2 separate regions of the Ovis aries genome follow, and region 2 is linked to region 1. A link is a contact called in public Hi-C data. All regions are on one chromosome and are shown on one strand. Each heading gives the region's core, a stretch centred on a gene start, on an enhancer-like site or on the middle of the called end of the contact. The rest is flanking DNA. Distances are from core to core; before and after follow the strand shown. Region 1 overlaps TNFRSF1B (TNF receptor superfamily member 1B). Region 2 overlaps TNFRSF8 (TNF receptor superfamily member 8).

The links. A called contact is a pair of places that touch in the nucleus more often than the background predicts.
Region 2: a Hi-C map of liver shows a contact between it and region 1, with 6 times the contacts expected there. The contact joins two enhancer-like sites. A contact is called at or near these places in 15 of 16 Hi-C or Micro-C datasets (blood, hypothalamus, liver and 7 more).

The regions. Positions count from the first base shown.
Region 1 is chr12:40,755,240-40,757,939 of ARS-UI_Ramb_v3.0, reverse strand. It overlaps TNFRSF1B (TNF receptor superfamily member 1B), which reads left to right. Exons shown (of 10, transcript XM_012187301.4): 10 at 1-2,392. Among named protein-coding and RNA genes, the nearest start is that of TRNAS-GGA, 15 kb to the left of the region's middle. Within about 2 kb of position 1,444, at least 7 of the 54 cell types and tissues checked have an H3K27ac peak or open chromatin away from gene starts, as enhancers often do. A contact at or near this core is called in liver, where this site is marked.
Region 2 is chr12:40,832,860-40,835,559 of ARS-UI_Ramb_v3.0, reverse strand. All of the region lies in intron 12 of TNFRSF8 (TNF receptor superfamily member 8), which reads left to right. Among named protein-coding and RNA genes, the nearest start is that of TNFRSF1B, 43 kb to the right of the region's middle. Within about 2 kb of position 1,354, at least 29 of the 54 cell types and tissues checked have an H3K27ac peak or open chromatin away from gene starts, as enhancers often do. A contact at or near this core is called in liver, where this site is marked.

The sequences.
Region 1 (2,700 bases), core at 195-2,694:
TTCGGGCCAAATTCCTTTGTGCACAGCTGCAGCCTTCCTCTCACCTGCAGGCAGAAGAATGAGGCGGGGAGAGTTATGATGGGTCCTGTCTTGGTGTGTGTCTAACTTGGAAGGCTGGCGGACACAAGTGTGCTGGGCAGCCGGGAACGAGCCCTTGCCTCTCTGAGAGCTGCCCCCCAACCGGTCCTGCAGTCTTGGCTTCTGGAGCCCTTGTTGTTTCGGGGTTTTATTAATATTGTTTTTTAATCCCTGGACTCTACTCCGCTCTGGCTTCTTGTCAGGGAGGAAGGATGCTGTGTGTATCAGTGGAGAGAGAGAGTGGAGAAAGGACAGGCCTTTAGCCTGAATGGGAGACTGCGGGACGGTCCCAGTGAGGGTGGCCATGTGCCATTAAGTCAAATGGTTCTATGCAGGGAGAGGGTGGCGACCCCTATAAGGGTCCCCCAGGTTAGCTCAGGACCCTGGGCAGCACCACCTCCAAACCCACTCCTGCTATCTCCATCTCATACTGTGGGCTAAAAACTGGATGCTCAGAGGGCCCGGGCAGGCGGCCTTTTGAATGAGTGCCGTGACCTGGTTAAGATGCCAGACCTCTAACCGGAAACCTTCCAGTTTAAACTTGTGGCAATAAAAACAAAAAAAGCACCATGGCACAGACAAACAAGCTGCAGTGTAACAAAGCCAGACTCGGAGTTTGCATCCTCCGCCTTTGACCTTCACTCCCGTTTACCCACAGTGCCAGCTTCCCCTCCCCCACTGTCTGGTGTGGGGCTCCAAGGCCACACCTTTTCCTATCAGGGAATTTCAGGAACTGGAGATGATTGAGGCCCCGCAGCCATCTCCTCCTACCTCAGCCTGGACCTTCCTCTTTTGCCTCCTGAAGGGGTGTACCTATTTCTCTCGATGCCCCCTCCTGCTGTGCCTGAAGTCCCAGGTCCCAGTGGAGCCTCAGAGCCGCTTTGGTGCTGGGCCCGCTGAGGTCCTGGGTGGACATGAGATGCTGAGAGCAGGTCTTGTGTCTGCGTGTCTGTGTTGTATGTTGTGGTTCTGTGACCCGTGTTGTCAGGTCAAATGGCCTTCCGGGAACTGAAGTGCTGAAGCCAACACTTGGGCCAATGGATTCTTCCCCATTAAGGAGTCCCCCCACTCCCCGAAATACATGCCCAGGCCCTACAGACAATGGACAAGTGAGGCCTTAGCCACATTCTGGAAGGAAAGGGGATGGGGGCCTCCTTGAGAAGACAGCTGGATCCCATATACTTGGATCCCTTGTTGAAAAATTCCACTGAACTTGAACTTGGCAGCTGAAATTTTAGAGGGTAGGAGAAGCCCAGCCATTACCCTGCAGTGAAGAAAGGCTTCCCTTGCTGCAATCAAGATGTCCCTGTTCCTGGACTGGCCAGAGTCTCCAACCGCATTGGACCCTTTGCAGCCGTGGAGCACTTCTGCCCCCTAGTGGACTGTTCTGGGAGGACCTCAGGCTTCCTTGCTGTCACCTTGCTGTGGAGGACCTCACCTTGCTGTCAGAGCGGGGATGAACTACGAGACTCTGGGTGTGGCCTCATTTTGTTACCAGAGTAGCCACTAGACCCTTGGTCAAAACCCATCGACCTCCCTCCCTTGAACAGAAACTCAAATATACCTTTAAGTCATAGGCTTGGGACACGAAGAAAGAAACTATAGGAAGAGAAAAATAAAAACTGGATAGAACCAGGTGAAACCAAGATGGAGATGCATCTGACCTCCAGCAGACCCCGAGTCTCAGTTGACACTGAGTGAACTCCGGGAGTTGGTGATGGACAGGGAGGCCTGGCATGCTGCGATTCATGGGGTTGCAAAGAGTCGGACACGACTGAGCGACTGAACTGAACTTACTACATTAGCTACTAAATGACATACCTACTGCTTGCCGTGACCAGGAATCACTGACCAAAAAAGGACAGAAAAGAGGTAGCACCCCATTTCTAGGAAAACCCTGCCTCTTTCCCAGAAAAGGAGAGCATTTGCCTCCCCATCATTCCTCGCACTCTTCCCCCCATTGTTCTTGACAGCAAATCTGGTTCCCCATTAAGGTGAGAAGTTTGTTTATGAACGGTTAATAAGTTCCCACTTCTCCATTCTCTGACCAATGAATAAAGCTTGTGCTGCTGTAATCTCAGCTTCCATTTTGGGTTTGGTTGTGTGTACCCAAGCTGAAAAAGAACCTTCTCTGCCAAGGAAGGGGGCCTTAGCCAGTCTAGGGCCCAAGTGCTGGAGGGAGTCCATTTGACCTAACTGATAACAATTTTGCCAGCTTGTGGGCTTGTGTTGATCCCAAGGACAAGGAGAGTTTGCACTGTATGTATTCTGGACAGCATTCCTGCTTATGAATAAACCTTTAATTTGTTTTTTACTTTGACTGCTGGCTTTGTCTTCAGGTCTGAGCTGGGGTGTGTCCTTGGTCCTGGCGCCTGTCACCAAGGTAAGGGGGAGAATGGGTCTTGGCCACTGGAGTCTGATAAGTCCATTCTGTGCCAGACCCCAGAAGCACCCACATTACAGTTGCCCTTGCCGAGAGCCTGGCCACTTCCTGAGGCATGGAATGGACAATGCTTTTTGTCCAGAACCACCCAGCTGGCCTCCAAATAGGCCCTCAGCACACATCCCATCCATCGCCTTGGTCTCTCAGCCTGCCCTTGGGGTTGGGGTGGTTTCTGCAGG
Region 2 (2,700 bases), core at 105-2,604, 78 kb before region 1:
TCTTTTCAGTGTGATGGAGTGTCAAGCCACAGGAGTATCCTGGGGGCCCTTGGTGCTAGAGAGCATTCTAGCCACCTTCCTTTTTGTTTTTCTCCTTCCCTTTTTAATGTTTCAATTTAAAAAATCTAAACAGACTTCATTAAAGAAAAGTTTTAGACTTACAGAAAATTTGAGAAGTTAGTGGAAATATAGCCCACACCCAATTTCCTCTATTATAAACATCTTATTCTACTGCAGTACGCTTGTCACAATAAAAGCAATACCGACTCACTACTATTATGTGAAGCCTGTACTCTGTTCAGGTCTACTTGGCTTTGCCTAGCATGCTTCTGCTCCAGAACCCCACCCAGGACACCACTTTGCATTTGTGCCTTAGGCTCCCCTGGCCTCTGACAGTTTCTGGCCCTCCTAGCTTTTGATGACCGTGGCAGTTTTGAGGAGTGCTCGTCAGTTAAGGTATAGGATGATCCTCTGTTGGAATTGGTCAGTGTTTTTGTTCTGATTAGACTGAAGTCATGGGTTTGGAGGAGGAAGACCATATGAGTTCAGTGTCATTTCCATCACAACCTATCAAGAGTATGTGCTCTCAAATTAAAACTTGAAAACAATTATTTTTTTGTTTAGTAGACAGGATAGAACTCCAGTGTCCCTAGCCACAAGGGACTAGTTCCACCGAGAAGTAAACAGTGGGGACTCAATTTTGAAGACATTTGGGGAAAGGGAAAATTGGCTTTCTGTTAACTGGCAAAATGTTCCAGTGGGACTCTGTTTATGTTGAAACGTGTTATGTTTTATATGTACACATATATGGACCAGGGGGCTAAGATGGTAAAGAACCTGCCTGCAATGCGGGAGACCTGGGTTCCATCCCTGGGTCGGGAAGATCCCATGGAGAAGGGAATGTCTACCCACTCCATATTCTTGCCTGCAGAGTTCCATGGACAGAGGAGCCTGGTGGACTGGGCTGTATAGTCCACGTGGTCACAAAGAATCGGACATGACTGAGCGCCTAATATTTTCACACTTTCGTATATGGACCAGAGTCTCTGCTGAGTTTATAAATTAAGACACGATGGTTGATGGAATCTTGATTTTTGTTAACTTATCCCAATAAAGCCTACAGAAACTCAAAAACATATGAGAGAGAAGAATATGCTCTCAACATGATTGATTCCTGGGCACCTTCTCTTCTGAGATCTCATTTAATCTTCATAAAAACCCTCTGAAGGGGCATGATTGTGCCCCTTTTCCAAAGGAGAGAACTAAGACCGGGAGAGGTGAGGGCCTGCGCTGGGGCTGCATGGCTAAGCAGGCCTCCGACGCAGGACTGCTAAGCTGCTTCCTTGTTCGGCACCTGGCTCGTTTTCAGTTTTTTGCTTATCATAGGCTCCACTGCTGTGCACAGCCTGGTTACTTTCCTTCGAGTTATTTCCTGAGGGTGTGTCCCCAAAGAGGGATTACTAAATCAAAGTGTGTGAAGTTTTCACTGCCAGATGGTTCTTGAGAAAGAGGGAACCCATTCACAGGGCATGAGCAGCTGTGTTCCTGTTTACCCACATCCTCTCCAGGACTGTGTTTTATCATTTTTGTTTATCCTGTCTTGTTACTTTATCACATACTTTCTCCCCTCAATGACTCGCTGCCAAATGACAGTTGGCTGTTTGCAGAACTCAAAAATCACTCTCACAGGATAAAGATTCGGCTTCTCTGACTTCATTTAAAAGAATGTGCCTCAGGCTGGGCAACATTTCTCAAAATGCTGGCTGGGGCACTAGACAGTGGCTTCCTCTTGGGAGAGAGCCACGAGCCTCCTAAGGTGACTGCTCTGCTGTTAACTCGGTCATCAAGCATTGTGTCATTTTACACATGTGTTTCTTTTGACCGAGATTCTGATCCATTTCCCCTTTAGACACTTAACCTGCGGATGGTCATTTACAATGGACATGGAAGATTGTCCCCCCAAAGTGACCTGGTGTCTCCACAGCAGGTTCAAATTGCCCATCGTGTCATTTTATCATGGCTGGTTGGCCCCCAGCGTGCATTTCCGCTAGGATTTGAGGAGGCTGGTTTCCCAGAGCAGCAGAGGTCAGAGTTTCCGAGGTGACTCAGCCGGCTGGCCTCTTCATATGCGAGTTCTCTGGTCAGCTGTCCACACCTAAAGGCAGCAAAAGTCAATACCCTGTAGGTGGTCCCTTTGGGATTATAAGGAGCGCTGTCCTCCCAGAGGACTCAGTGCCTGGGAGCTGACTCACCCTGGTGTAGACATGTCTCTGGGTACCATCTCTAGCATTTCCAGTTGAAGAGCCCCTAAAGGGCTCTGCGGCCATCTGGCTTTAGGCATGCCTGACTCGGGGGCTCAGAAAGGATCCTCAGGACCCACCACCCTCTCTCTATCACCATGAGGTCCTCCTGTGTGGTTGAGTTTCACATGTTGCTCCGAGGGGCTCTGGCCTTTTCTGCCCCTGGCAGCCACCAGGCGATGGCAGCAGCTTCTGACCCTGTCAGGCCTCTTCGGCTGGTCCTGAACCACTCCTGTGCATGTGTGGGAGTGGGTGGGAGGGGAGGGGTCCGGTGTGCTGAGGGGCTTGTTGGCTGGGAGAGAGATGACTGCCCTGTTCTCTGGCTGCCCCTGGGAAGTGAGGCCCTGTGCCCCGGGCCTGAAACCCATCCACTGTTCTCCAGAGTGAGGTCTGAGGAAGG